Linked DNA regions of Sus scrofa: region 1 is linked to region 2. Evidence: chromatin contacts called from public Hi-C data. All regions are on one chromosome and are shown on one strand. The core of a region is the stretch at or near the end of the contact, and the rest is flanking DNA. Distances in the headings are between cores, read along the strand shown.

What was found. Hi-C and Micro-C count contacts between places; a contact is called where the count stands out from the background.
Region 1: a Hi-C map of heart right ventricle shows a contact between it and region 2, with 8 times the contacts expected there. The contact joins two enhancer-like sites. A contact is called at or near these places in 7 of 47 Hi-C or Micro-C datasets (fetal liver, heart right ventricle, liver and 4 more).

The regions. Positions count from the first base shown.
Region 1 is chr3:132,443,163-132,450,092 of Sscrofa11.1, forward strand. No RefSeq gene overlaps it. Among named protein-coding and RNA genes, the nearest start is that of TMEM18, 23 kb to the left of the region's middle. Within about 2 kb of position 5,064, at least 13 of the 83 cell types and tissues checked have an H3K27ac peak or open chromatin away from gene starts, as enhancers often do.
Region 2 is chr3:131,625,636-131,632,507 of Sscrofa11.1, forward strand. No RefSeq gene overlaps it. Among named protein-coding and RNA genes, the nearest start is that of EIPR1, 270 kb to the left of the region's middle. Within about 2 kb of position 5,011, at least 31 of the 83 cell types and tissues checked have an H3K27ac peak or open chromatin away from gene starts, as enhancers often do.

The sequences.
Region 1 (6,930 bases), core at 3,814-6,313, 820 kb after region 2:
CGTGAAGGATGCCGATGCCTTCCTAGACTCGAGGAGATGCGAGAATTGGGCTCATCAGATCTTCTCCTGAAACTATCTAACATCTGAAGGCCTGTTCTGCCGGTTTCCCCCGAGCGCAGAGCCCTTGCTCCTGTCCCCACCCTGAGCCCCTTTCGGGGGTGTCGTGGGTCAGTAACTGCAGCGGCTCAGGACCCATCTGTGCAGAGCAGGAGCAAGTCTCCAGTGCACACGGGCAAAGCGGAGAATTTTGCTTTTGTCAACTTTACCTCTTTTTATTTTTAAAATTTCTTTGTCTTTCTGTCTTTTTAGGGCCGCACCCGTGGCATATGGAGTTTCCCAGGCTAGGGGTCGAATTGGAGATGCAGCTGCTGGCCCACACCACAGCCACAGCCATGTGGGATCCAAGCCACATCCGTGACCTGCACCACAGCTCACGGCAATGCCGGCTTCTTAACCCACTGAGTGAGGCCACATATTGAGCTTGAGTCCTCATGGATACCAGTCGGGGCGTTAACCGCTGAGCACGGTGGGAACCCCCAACTTTACTGTTTTAAAATTTTTTATTTTATTTTACTTTATTATGGCCATACCCGTGGCATATGGAAATTCCCAGGCCAGGGACTGAATCCAAGCCTGGAGGCAACCCTGGATCCTTTAACCCACTGCACGGGGCTGGGGATCGAACCTGCACCTTCGCAACAACCTGAGCTGCTGCAGTCGGATTCTTAACCCACTGCACCACAGCAGGAACTCCTCCAACTGAACTCTTTAGGAGACTGCTGAGAGCACGAGGAATTGCTCAGTGGCTTCTCTGCAAAAGGAAAAGGCAGTTATTCTAAGAAACCAGAATATGCCTCCTCTGTGCAGTGAACTTTTCTTCCGCATTTACAGGCTATAGCTCAGAGCTGTTCTTTGAATAAAAAAGCCTTAGTGTTTTTAAAAATTATAAGATGCAACCACTGTCGAGATTTGAAACACTTCTATTTTCACTGATCATTCACTCTCCTGTGAATTTGCTTTTGCATCAGCGCTACAAGCTCTAAGTCCGGGGGAGCTTTCCCTTCCTCACCAGCAGCGGTTTTTCTTTGCAGCACAGTTAATGCAAAGTCAAGCCATTCCTTCCAGTCCCTGCATTGTATTTTTTTTTTATTTTTTTTTTTTTATTTTATTTTTTTTTTAATTTTATTTTCCCACTGTACAGCAAGGGGGTCAGGTTATCCTTACATGTATACATTACAATTACAGTTTTTCCCCCACCATTTCTTCTGTTGCAACATGAGTATCTAGACATAGTTCTCAATGCTATTTAGCGGGATCTCCTTGTAAATCTATTCTACGTTGTGACTGATAAGCCCAAGCTCCCAATCCCTCCCACTCCCTCCCCCTCCCATCAGGCAACCACAAGTCTCTTCTCCAAGTCCATGATTGATTTTCTTTTCTGAGGAGATGTTCATTTGTGCTGGATATTAGATTCCAGTTATAAGTGATGTCATATGGTATTTGTCTTTGTCTTTCTGGCTCATTTCACTCAGGATGAGATTCTCTAGTTCCATCCATGTTGCTGCAAATGGCATGATGTCATCCTTTTTTATGGCTGAGTAGTATTCCATCGTGTATATATACCACATCTTCCGAATCCAATCCTCTGTCGATGGACATTTGGATTGTTTCCATGTCCTGGCTATTGTGAATAGTGCTGCAATGAACATGCGGGTGCATGTGTCTCTTTTAAGTAGAGCTTTGTCCGGATAGATGCCCAAGAGTGGGATTGCAGGGTCATATGGAAGTTCTATGTATAGATTTCTAAGGTATCTCCAAACTGTTCTCCATAGTGGCTGTACCAGTTTACATTCCCACCAGCAGTGCAGGAGGGTTCCCTTTTCTCCACAGCCCCTCCAGCACTTGTTATTTGTGGATTTATGAATGATGGCCATTCTGACTGGTGTGAGGTGGTATCTCATGGTAGTTTTGATTTGCATTTCTCTTATAATCAGCGATGTTGAGCATTTTTTCATGTGTTTGTTGGCCATCTGTATATCTTCCTTGGAGAAATGTCTATTCAGGTCTTTTGCCCATTTTTCCATTGATTGATTGGTTTTTTTGCTGTTGAGTTGTATAAGTTGCTTGTATATTCTAGAGATTAAGCCCTTGTCAGTTGCATCATTTGAAACTATTTTCTCCCATTCTGTAAGTTGTCTTTTTGTTTTCTTTTGGGTTTCCTTTGCTGTGCAAAAGCTTTTCAGTTTGATGAGGTCCCATGGGTTTATTTTTGCTCTAGTTTCTATTGCTTTGGGAGACTGACCTGAGAAAATATTCATGATGTTGATGTCAGAGAGTGTTTTGCCTATGTTTTCTTCTAGGAGTTTGATGGTGTCCTGTCGTATATTTAAGTCTTTCAGCCATTTGGAGTTTATTTTTGTGCATGGTGTGAGGGTGTGTTCTAGTTTCATTGCTTTGCATGCAGCTGTCCAGGTTTCCCAGCAATGCTTGCTGAATAGACTTTCCTTTTCCCATTTGATGTTCTTGCCTCCCTTGTCAAAGATTAATTGACCATAGGTGTCAGGGTTAATTTCCAGATTCTCTATTCTGTTCCATTGGTCTGTCTGTCTGTTTTGATACCAGTACCACACTGTTTTGATGACTGTGGCTTTGTAGTATTTCTTGAAGTCTGCAGTCCCTGCATTGTAATGAGTGGCATCCACCTGCTGGTCACAGGTCGCACTGGCTGCTCTCACAAACTACCTGCAGTTCTGCTGCCTTAATACCTGGGTGGGGGCGGGGGCCGGGGGTGGGGGTGGGGCTCTGCCCGGGCCTCTCATCTGAGAGGAGACACCTGCAGGTCTGTTGGTAGCTCTGGCGGGCCTGGACTTGGTGGTCTGTCTGCCTGCTTTCAGGCGCCAGAGTTGCCTGCCAGCCCCTGGCAGCAGGATGTCCCTGCTGCCTGCAGCGCCAAGCACAATATTGGACATAGACGTGCATCCTGGTGTCAGAGGCTCGGAGTGCGACACGCACTGTGTGTGCAAACATGGGTCAGCTGAGCCCGTGTTTTTCCTCTTGGCAAAATCCTATTTACAAAATACGTATGTGTTGATATATAGTATACAAATATACACGCATATGTAATGGTTAAAATTTCCCAGTTATCTTTGAAACGGCAAGGACCCGATGCAATACTGTGATACTGTGATTTACACTAAGAAATGTATGTTTGCTCAAAGTCCCAGCTCCTCAACCCTCAGAATTTCCTGCCACGAGAGCCTGGGTGTCTTTTTTGTTCCGAGAGTGAGGGGACGTTTGCGGGCTGGGAGCCGGGAACCCCCTGGTCTTTAGAGGCTGGAACTTTAGTTCTACCCCTGGTCTCAGAGGGGAAGTGGCTGAGTTGAGTCCCCAGCCCATGCCAGCCCTTGTGACGGCCCCACAGGGGCAGGAGCCCTGACTGGTCGGTCAGAAGCTCAGGCGCCACCTGGGGAGGGGAGGCTTACGGGCCTGAGCCCTTGACCTGGGGGTCGGAGGCCATCTCCAGGGAGACAGCGTCAGGACCAAGCCCAGCCTGGGAGAGCTGCTTGGGGGCGAGCCACCCCCCAACCCTGGGACTTGGTGTCAGAAAGAGATTAAACTTGCTTTATTTCACTGAGCTCCTCATGCAGTCCGTCTCCTGGCACCCTTGCGCTGCTCCTGGGTGCCGCCCAACACAGAGACAATGGCCCAGAAAGAGATGGGAGCGGGTGGTGTCTCAGCAACTGGCGCCGGAGGCCACAGCCCGGTGGACCGAGAGCAGGGAGCACAGTGCTGTGTGTCGGGGAAATAAAAGACCAGTGCAAGGGAAATAAAGAAAAGACGTTTGGGGCGCGGGTAAAAGAAGTTCATAGAGCTATTTCAGTTTCATCATGGAAACTGCTGGGACCCCGTCAGCACATTTTTGGTAACGTGCGTAGAAGAAGTCAATGCCAATATCTTTGTCTGTGGGCAATGAGGGACCCAGACTCGGTAACCCGAGCGCCCTCAGAAGGAAACCCGATCAAGCCACTGGTCCAAACAGCGTTCGCTGCCAGGTATTGATAGATATTGATCCCGAGATCTCCAAAGTCGGGTTTGGAAATGATATGTTTCAACGCACTTTCGCACGAGCCACACATAAAAATAAACCGCAGTCCATCCAGCCTTGCGATGGAAGGTGACAGGCAGAGCGGGGACTTCTCCCCAATGTGCCATGTGTGGTGGCAGCAGGGGCGCCTGGTCCGGGAAGCGGCCCTAAGATGCCCAGCGTGGCTCCCCGAGGCTGGTTTGCCCTGGTTCCTACTCCGTAAACCTCCGGTCCTGCCTTGGTCCCAAATCTCAACCCCAGGAGGCAGACAGTGCAAGAGCCATCGGAAGGAGACTGCATTTAACGCAGGTAACGGCAAAGGGCACGTTGTGGTGGCCGATCCTGGTGACATGAGTGGGAAGACACAGGCTTTGAGGCTCTGTTTCTCACGGGGCCACCCCGGCCCCGCCCATAGGGTGTGGGGCTTCACATGATCCACCTCGGAATGAAACTGAGGCCTCGGCCGCAGGCCTGAGAAGAGGCACAGGTTTCCGAGTGGATCACGCCGAGCGCAGCGGGTCGCAGGTGAGGATTCTGGACTCCCCCCCGGGGACTCCGAGGGACACGGCACACTCGGAAGGGTCCTTGTGTTAGAGTGAATGGTGGGCAGATCCGGGTGGTCGTGGGCCTGCTTTGCCCCGAGACCCCCGAGCCGTGTGCACGCACAGAGCAGAGCACTGCTCGGCCCCCCGGGGATGCTGGGGTGGGCTTCCTGCAGCCTCGGATCGCGCCCACCCCTCCTCAGAAAGCAGCCCCGGGAAGAGTCCTTTGACACATCTCTGTCTGCTTAAGCTGGATTTCTGTTCTTAGTCAGGAGCACGCAGGCCGCGTGGGCCCTGCTCACCCTCCAGGTGCGCGTGGGACCCGCCAGAGACGGGGGACCACGTCCGCGGGCCCCCACCCCCACCCCCCGCGCGCGCTTCTCTCTGGGCCAGAGCCTGGGTTATTCAGAATTAGGGCAGCAGGGGGCGCTGCAGGCCCGCGCCTGACAAACGTCCCTCCGAGGCGGCAGGTCCCAGGCTGGGGCCGGGGCCAAGGTGCGGGAGCCGGGAAAGAGCCACCAGTCTCTAAAGTGTCCCCCGAAGTAAAAGCCACATTTCCGGTGGCCCTTGGGGGCGAGCTCCTCCGTTCACCTTACATTTCCTTCCCGCGCCCGAGGCCTCCCTAGGGTCCCTGCCCTTGGATGTGGCGATTCGGTCGGTCCTTCTTCTCGTCCGTCTGGGGATTTCAGCGTCTTCTTGGGTGGTGTTTCCGGGTGAAGGGACCCAGGCTTGGGCGGGTGGTGAGGAGCCAGGAGAGTCACAGCAGGGGCGGCACAGGCGGGAAGAGGAGAAAGGCACTGAGACGTCACGGCTCACAGCAGGGGCAGGGGAGGCTGCGGCCAAGGTGACACCGACCCTCCCAGGCACACGCCACTGGGACGCCCCTGCGCCTGCCTCTCCCGCCGCCTTCCAGCCACACTCACGCCAGGCTTGAAGCCTCTCTTGGCATCTCCCCTTGTTTTCTCTGGAAACCCTCCCTCCCTGTCACATTCCTTCGACTGGTCCCTCTCTGGTCACTTGGCGGCTCAGCCACCAGCTCCCCGTCTGGGCACTCCATGCACTTCACCTGTTCATTTCAAGCGTCCGTCGTGCTTTTCTCTCCGGAGTCAAACCCGCAGGGCCCCTCGCGTTGAAGATTCCCGGCCGCCCACCCCTCGCTGGTACCAATACCCCAAATGGCACCTGCGGGGTGGGTTTCTGTCATTGCTTCTTGGCGGAGGAGTTTCCTCAGATGAAACACCCTCCTCTCTCGCTCTCTCACCTACACCGCGGGAACCTGGCCAGAGGCTGGGCCGCTGCCCCCCTGCCCTGGAGACACCCCCCAGTGCGGGCAGGGAGCAGGTGAGGCTGCGCTGGGTGTGTCTTTCAGCAGCTGCAGGCAGGCGGCCTCTCCTCTCCCTCCCGGCCATGGAGGGAGCTCTCACGGGAAAGGAAGGGCACCGGGTAGAGCCATTCGATGCCCTGGAAACCGGGGCCTCTTCCCGCCTCTGCCCTGAGAGCAGGACCTCCCACCCCAGGCCACAGGCCTGCAGAGACCTGGGAGTAAAGCTGCAGCTCCGGGCTGGGGGGGTCCCGCCGAGGTGGGGGGGTGGGGGGTGAGGAGGGGCTGGGTGCAGATGCCGATCCAGACGCCCCAAGTGGCCGTGTCCCCACCACCCACCTCCCCCAGCCTCCCTGCATCTCGTTGTTTTCACGCCTGCGGCCGACCTTGTCCTTGCACTTCTGCTTCCAGGCTGGGAGCCTGAGGGCGCTGGGGAACGTGGCACCCGGATCCCCAGGCTGTTTGGGGCCAGCGTCTCGCCTCGTGTTCCAGAATAAATGAGTCGGCCTTTCCTGGACAAATGCAAGCAGCAGTATTTTGTTTCCAGACTCTTCCTTCTAAGGAGACAGTTCACCCGTCAGTGGCGAGACTCTTACTTTAACCCCAACTGCAACGCTAATTGTGAGAAACACCCACGAAGCTGGAAGGTTTGAAAACTAGTAACAGCTGCTGAGGAAAGTACGATTTCTTTGGTTTTATGGCTAAAACCACGTGCACAGATCACCGGATACACGCGGTGCCCCGCAGACACACACGTGCAGCGGGCAGGGGCCGGATCGATGTGGATCCGAGGTCGTGGTCTGAGTTCCCCAATTTCCTGAAGCAAAATACATGTGTCCACAGCTGACGCGGTCATTTTAAAAGAGAGCTGAACACACCACTCAAGGGTAGGCTTACAAAGCACTAGAAATAATTAAAACCAATTTCACAGTATAAGAGCGAGTTTAGTCCTTGTAAAATAATACATAAAGTTGTGCTTTTCA
Region 2 (6,872 bases), core at 3,761-6,260:
TGGGGTCAGCTCCGCAGTCACCTTTGATTTGGGAGAGGCCATGCAGAGGACCCGGCACGCCCCTCATTTGACACCCCAGGGAGCTGAGGCCCAGAGGAGCTGCTCACCTGGACGCCCGAAGGCCTGGCACCACTGGGTCAGCCGGGCCCCGCCAAGTGCCCCCTCATCCTGGCTTCTGTCTTGGTTGATGGGCGGTCCTAGCCAAACACTCCCTAGGTGTTTTATCAGCTTTAAAATGGTGGAAGTGATGCTTCTCTTGTCTGCCTTCGAGGGTCTTTGCTGAGGGTCAAGTGTGAGGGCTGCAAAGCCTCCTGGGGCAGAGCCGGGAGGCCGGGCTCCAGCGCTGCGCCCAGCTTTGCTGTGGCGGCGCGCTGGGCCCTGGGGCTCCCTTCCTCTGCGCCCAGGTCCGTGATCGTGGACAAGCCTGGTCCCCCCACCCCACCCCCTCCTGTTCACGCACACTGGCAGTTCGGCACAGGCACCAGCATCCACACACGTGTGCACACCCCCACGAGAGTGAGCACACTCGGGACCCTCAGCAAGGTGAGAGCGGGCTGTGTCCCCTGCCCCGGCCAGTCCCTAAAACCACGCTGAGCCGGGCAGCCCTGGCCGGGCCCAGCTTCGTGACATCGGGCAATCCTCTGCGCTGTCCTGGGCCCTGTCCTCACGGCCACAAGGAACAAGGACAAGGAGAGGTTCACACGGTGAGGGTTCGAGCAGCAAACAGGACGGGTCACGAAGCGGCCACCTGAGGACAGTGACAGGGTGGGCTGTTCCTGGCGGGGGGCCACGGGGGCCTTTGCCACCCAAGCCTGGGGGCAGTTTCCCCCGGGAGAGCTGGCAGCCCTGGGACCTGTGCCTTTGGCCTGAGCTTGGCCGGGGTGACGGGCAGAGAAAGGGCTGTTGAGTGACCTTCTGACTCACCCATTGTCTGGACCCAGGGGAGCCAGAGGGTACAGGTCAGCTAAGGGGCAGAGGAAGAGGGCGGCAGTCCCGAGACCTCTCCTGTGTGTGTGTGTCCACACTCCTGTGTGTGTGCCCATGTGTAGTGGTGTGTGTGTAAGTGTGTGCGTGTGCGTGCAGCCATGCATGGTGGGGAACAGGACCGGGAACAGGTAAGTATGAATAGGACCCAAACCCGGCTGACTTTCCTGCGCTGCGAGGGTCAGGGATGGTCACACTGGGAGTTTGCACACAAGCCACAGCCACAGGCCAACTCCTGGCTCTCACCCCAGCTCTGCCCCCACCACTGTGGGCACTTCCTGGCCAGTCCCCCCGCCCAGGGCCTCTGCTTGCGGTCTGCCACCTCCAGGCTGCGCTGCCCACAGCACTTCCTGCGACTGTGGGTCTTCGGTGGTGGGACCAAGGAGACTCTGGAACAGCTTCCACGTCAGCCCCCACTGCCAGGGGTCCCGTGTGAGACCTGAGCCAGCCAAGAGTCAGGGGCAACCCCTGGCCCGCTGTCCCTTCCCTGCTGTCAACTGCGGGCACCTAGCACAGCTCGCTGTGGCAGGACCGCAGCTGCCGCAGCTTCATCTCGCTCCTCAGGCGCCTCCTGCCCCAGCGGCCCTGCAGTGAAGGCACCAGCTTGGACAGCGTCCAGGGCCGAGTGTCCCCCTGCATTGGCTCTTGGGCAGGCTCCGCAGTGGGGCAGAGGCCAGGCGTCCGGGAGTCCCCAGAGCAGGAGCAGTGTGGGCAGAGACGCTGCCCAGGGAGCAGGGGCACTGATGGCTGAGCGCCCGCCCCAGGGCTCACGTCCTGCAGGAGAGAAGGGAGGGCTGTCCCCTCCTCCTGGGGATGCCCCCCCCAGGGGCTCCCACCTGGTGACGAAGCAGGAGACACAGTCAGGATGGACTCTGGGTACCGACTCACTGTGGGGGCTGAGAGGCAGGGGCACAGAGCCCTGGGACCAGGTAACAGACTCATGCCAGGTCACGCCCTGCTGACGCGGCCCCCATTCGGAGAAGGTTCTGGGGGGGATGACGCCCCCCAGACCCGGCCGTGGAAGAGGCCCTGGGGTGGACTGTCTGGCACAGTGATGGCCCCCAGGCCCCTGCCAGCTTCTTCCTCACCTCGGGATCTGAATCCCTCTGCCTGGAGAGGAAGAGGGGAGATGAATAAAGAACAGGATTCATCTCCAGAGGCTGTTGTCCGAGACGCACTCACACAAGGAGAGTGGATCAGAGCTACGGGAGGGCAGGTGGGCGCCGCTCCCCAGCCCCGCAGGAGCCTGTGTGGCGGTCGCGTGGAAGGCAGATGAAGCCACGGGATCAGCTTCAGCGTGTGAGTGGCTACGTGTGCGCGCGTGTGCTCTGTGTGTGAGAGAGACAGAGACAGGGAGGGGGAGACAGCACCCCGGGCTGTGGCGGGGCCCACGTTGCATGTCTCTAGCATGAACGGCAGGCAGACGTGGGCAGACGGACGTGGCTGCGCCCTGCCCCAGTCACCCCTGTCTCCGGGGTGCTGCTCAGGGTGCACACAGCACAGAGCCGGGGTGCTGGTGGGGACAGCTCTGCACCACAGCCTCCAAAGTAAGACAACCCCACTTGCTGTGTGCTCAGCCGTGGGGGACAGAGGCGCGGTGCTGCCCTGTGCGATCTGAGGGGGGTCTATGCAGAAGAGGGGGCGGTTCTGAGCCGGGGACCCGGGGCTTTGCCTCAGAGCCCTGCAGTCTCCCCTGCCCTGGACGGAGGGGTCCCAGGAGCCGGCTGGTGACCTCACGCTTCCCTGCTCTAAGAACACTTGGGTGGAGAGGCTCAGGGACAGAGGGACAAAGGTCTTGGCCTTTTTGGGGGGTTAAAGATCAACTGTGCTCTCCGCCAAGGCAAGACCCCGTGGACTGAAAAAAAGGACAAGGTGAGGGTGGCAAGTCAAGTTTTATTTGGGGCAAAATGCGGACTCTAGCCCCGGGGGCGGGGGGTGGCATCTCCGGAGCCCGAGGAACCGCTGCAGAGAGGCCGCGGCGCGGGCAGGATGCGTGCGATGTGGGGAAGGGCAGGTCAGGCCACCAGCACACGCGGTGCAGGGGGTCGCTGCTGGTCTCACGAAGGTCGCTGCTGGTCACGAGGAGCTGACGCACCCTGCGTGTGTCCTTTGCATCTGGGAGCCCAGGAGCCTCGTCCACACCGGCTCCTGCTTTTACCCGTCAGCATCGCGCATGTGCTTGCCTCACCCTCACTGGTCGGAGGTGGGTGGACTGAGGACCTGGCTTCCGTGGAGACTCGCGGCCGAGGGTGGAAGGGCTGACCGTCGTCCCTGGGGTTCCTGAGGACGGCCTCTGCTCCAGGACAGAGGCTGCGTCTGCCCCAGCACTTGTTTCCCTGGGACCGGCCCTTGGCTCCGCGACAGCCTCGCACACGGGCCTCTGCCCGCAATCTCAGGCCTGATCCTGGCTGAAGGAGCCAGGCGGGCTGTGCTGCCTGCTGGAGGCCTCCCAGGCTGGGGTTTCGGCTGAGATCTGGCTGAGATCTCGGGGTCTCCCTGGCACCGTGCCCGCCTGTCTGACTGGACAGTGGGAAGGAGGCTGGGGGCTGTTCCAGAAACGCCTCCTCAGCTCGCGACGTTCTGTCTTCTCAGGCTCCTTCTCAAGGGGTTTTGCTCCGGCAAACTCGAGGCGCCTTCTGGTCAATGCGGGACCCGCCTCCAGCACCTGGTCCAGAGGGACCGACCCAGTGACCTGCCACGTGCACAGCGTTCATCACAGCCACAGAAACCAGCACGGGAGCACATGGGGCCAGAGCAGGCAGCTGGTCGGAAGCCAGACAGACGCCACGCGGGGTGAACGTGTAGCCCCCACGTGCTCCGCTCCATGCTGGGCCCCTCCCCCGCCCCTTGCGGGCATCTGTCTGTCCTTAGAGTCAGGAGCTGCTGTGCTGGGGGCTCTTGGGTCACTTTGTCCCACCACCTCACGTGTCGTCAGCGAGCTCTCACCTCGGGTTGGCACCAACACGTGTGGGCATGTGCGTGTGCGTGCCCTCGCATGTGTGCACACACACTGCATGGGTGGCACCAGGCACACGCACAGGATTTTCACATCACTTCGCTCTCGTTTGTGGACTGTCTGTCCTGGTGCCCAGCTGGCCTTCCAGCTTACTCCGCACTTTCCTGGCCACCGGGGTTAGCTCGTGAGCAAAAGGGAAAGAGGCAGAGAACAAGCAATTTCGGGGACCAGCCTGCGGCTCGGAGGACGCCTGCCTGCGTCGGGCAGGGACTGCAGGTGCTGCGGGCTCAGAACTGGGTCCGGCACTGACAGGAAGGCAGGACGCAGACACAGGACACTCTCCCCCCTGCAGGTGCACCCAGGGGACCCCGTGTGTGGGAGCACCCCAAATCTGTCCTGGAGCAATGGGCTCCCCCGCCCTGCAGTCCTCAGAGCTGGCCACACCCCTGGGGGCGTGGGGGTCTGAGCCCCAGGAGGAGCTGGCTGGGGTTACTCCTCACCCAGGACTCACGGCTGGCCCACGTTCAGGTGTCTGGATACAGCAATTCCTGCAGCAGGCTTGGTTTTTTACCTTGGGACTTATTGAAACACCAACAGGATGAGCAGGGAAGGACCGAACCCACTCCCTGGAGTGAGGCCTGTGTAGGAATCGTGAGAGGCCCCGACCTCGTTACAGTCCAGGGCCCAGGGTGGCCTCTTGGCAGGGCTGGCAGGAAGCGGTATTCTCAAGAGCTGTTCTTTCTCTGCCATCCGAGCTCCTTTCCTGGTTGTAAGTGGCCAGCACTGGCACCAGCCATGGACCTGGCAGCCAGGGACGTCCGCCGAGCCTGCCCTAGCAGCCCTTGGCTGTGTACCAGTCCCCTCCCGAGCAGTGATAAGGACGAGAGGCCAGTGCCTCCCAGGCTGCGTGTGACTGGCCTCCAGCTTTCAGGGCACCGGAATGAGCCGGAATGAGCTGGAAGCAGCCGGAATGAGCTGAATGCCTCTGGAGATGCTCTGAGGTCTGGTCGGCGGCCAGGCGTTCCTCCAGAGCCACGGCTTCCTCTTCGTCTTGATGGGCCAGCCCCTCCCGTGGGCCCCCGCTCCCCTCCTGCCATCTGCCCGCTCCCGGCTGGCGCCCTGTCAGCCTCCCCGACTACAGCTGTGAGGCTTGGAGGCTGAGCAGAAAAATGAATCTGAAATCTTCCCTCCGGGCCCCCCTCCTGCTTCCCCCTCTCCGCCCCCCTCCAGGACCAATTTATCTGCCAGTCCAGCCTCCAAGTGGAGTGGAGGCCAAGCTGGCGACCTGCCCTGGCTTGTCAGCTTCTTTGACCAGATGACAGGGGAGCAGCTCCGAGCCAGGAAGAGCCGCGCATCCCGGGAGAGCGCGGGCAGGACCAGCGCTGGGGAGGGGGCGGGCGGCCTGGAGGTGCTCCCAGGCTGGGGGGAGCTGTGTGTGGGGGTGTCCCCGGGCCCGGGGGACACGGAGCCATGGTGGGTGCGCCAGCAAGCATACATGCGCGTGCATGTTCCCGTGGGTCTCATGTCCCCGTGTGTACCTGCATGTGCATGTGTGGTACCCGGTGTGGCATGTAGACGTGCCTGGGCCGTCTGGAGTCCCTGCGGGTGTCCTGGGGCAGCCGTACCTGCCTCGGCCTTGGCATGAGAATGCTGCTGTAGGCTCTTCCCTGCGGGCCCTCAGGGAGCCGCGCCCCAGACCCGGTCCCGTCACAGCTGGGTCTGTGCACAGCGGGAGCTGCGGGGACCTTGCTGCAGAGCTCCCCGGGCAGCAGCGTTGCACAGACTCAGCATCCTTCAGTGACAGCCCTCCAGGTGTAACGTCCCATGTGTGCCGAGGTCTGGGCCATGGCAGGTGCAGGGGAACGTGGGAGGAGGCACTGGTGCTCGTGGAGACAGCCTGGAGGAGGGGGGGCTTGGGGGGAGCCTCGGACGCCTGCTGGCTCTTCTGTGACCCTCTGTCAGATACTTGTCCACTCTGTCCTTGGCTTCTAGTCACTGCACTCATGCGGCTCACCCCTTCCTGGCCTTCTTTCTCTCTCTGCTCCTGGGGTTCCTTGAGTGGCCCCTGGGCACAGTCTGGGGGTCTGCTTCACCCCTGGCAGCAGAGACCCCACATCTGCCTCTACCCTGACTTCTCTGCAGAGTTCTGGAACTGCATTTCCAGCTGGGAAGACTGCCAGGTGCCTCAGAACCTGCCAGCAGGGGGCGGAGCTCATCTTGGCTTCATCTGTATACCTGCCTGGTTTGCATCCCTTCCTGGGGAAGCCCCCGCCCTCCCGCCTCTGAGCTGGGGTCCAGAAGCCCAGCCAGGTCCGTTCTCCTGCGGTGCCCTTCCCTGTCCATCCTCCCGCTCTCATCTCTTGGGTCTTGACCACTTCTGACACCCCCGGACTGTCAAGTCTGCCCGCCCATCTTGCAGCTCCCTGCCCGCTGACATGTGTTGAGTCTGTGCTCCACAGCCTCCGTGGAGCCTCCCTCTCCTGTCCTTAGGGCCCTGCTCCTCCTCTGCTTGAGCCCTTCCTGGGCCCTCTGGGGCCGTCGGGTACACTCCCAGGCTTGGCTCTGCAGGGCATCCTGTGGGCCCTTGCCCTCCTCCTGGCCGCCCTCACACCCCCACCGGCTCAGTCCAGGAGGAGGTGTCTGGCTCCCCACCCAGTTCTCTGCAGGCTCCCAGCCCTCCCTGCCCCTGCTCTGTGATTGGGTGAAATGACCACACCCTCCCCTGTCCCCGCCCCGTGATTGGAGGAAATGACCACACCCTCACCATGTCCTGCCGGGAGGCACAAGGCTCCCTCCACCCTTGGCTCTGATTGTTGGAGCTTCTCCCTCATAGATAGGTCTGTGTCCCTGTCTCCTGCCTTGAGGCACAGGGTCCAGCTCCTTTTCTGCTGGACAGCTCTGCGGGGTCTCCCCTGAGTGGTCTGGCATCTGA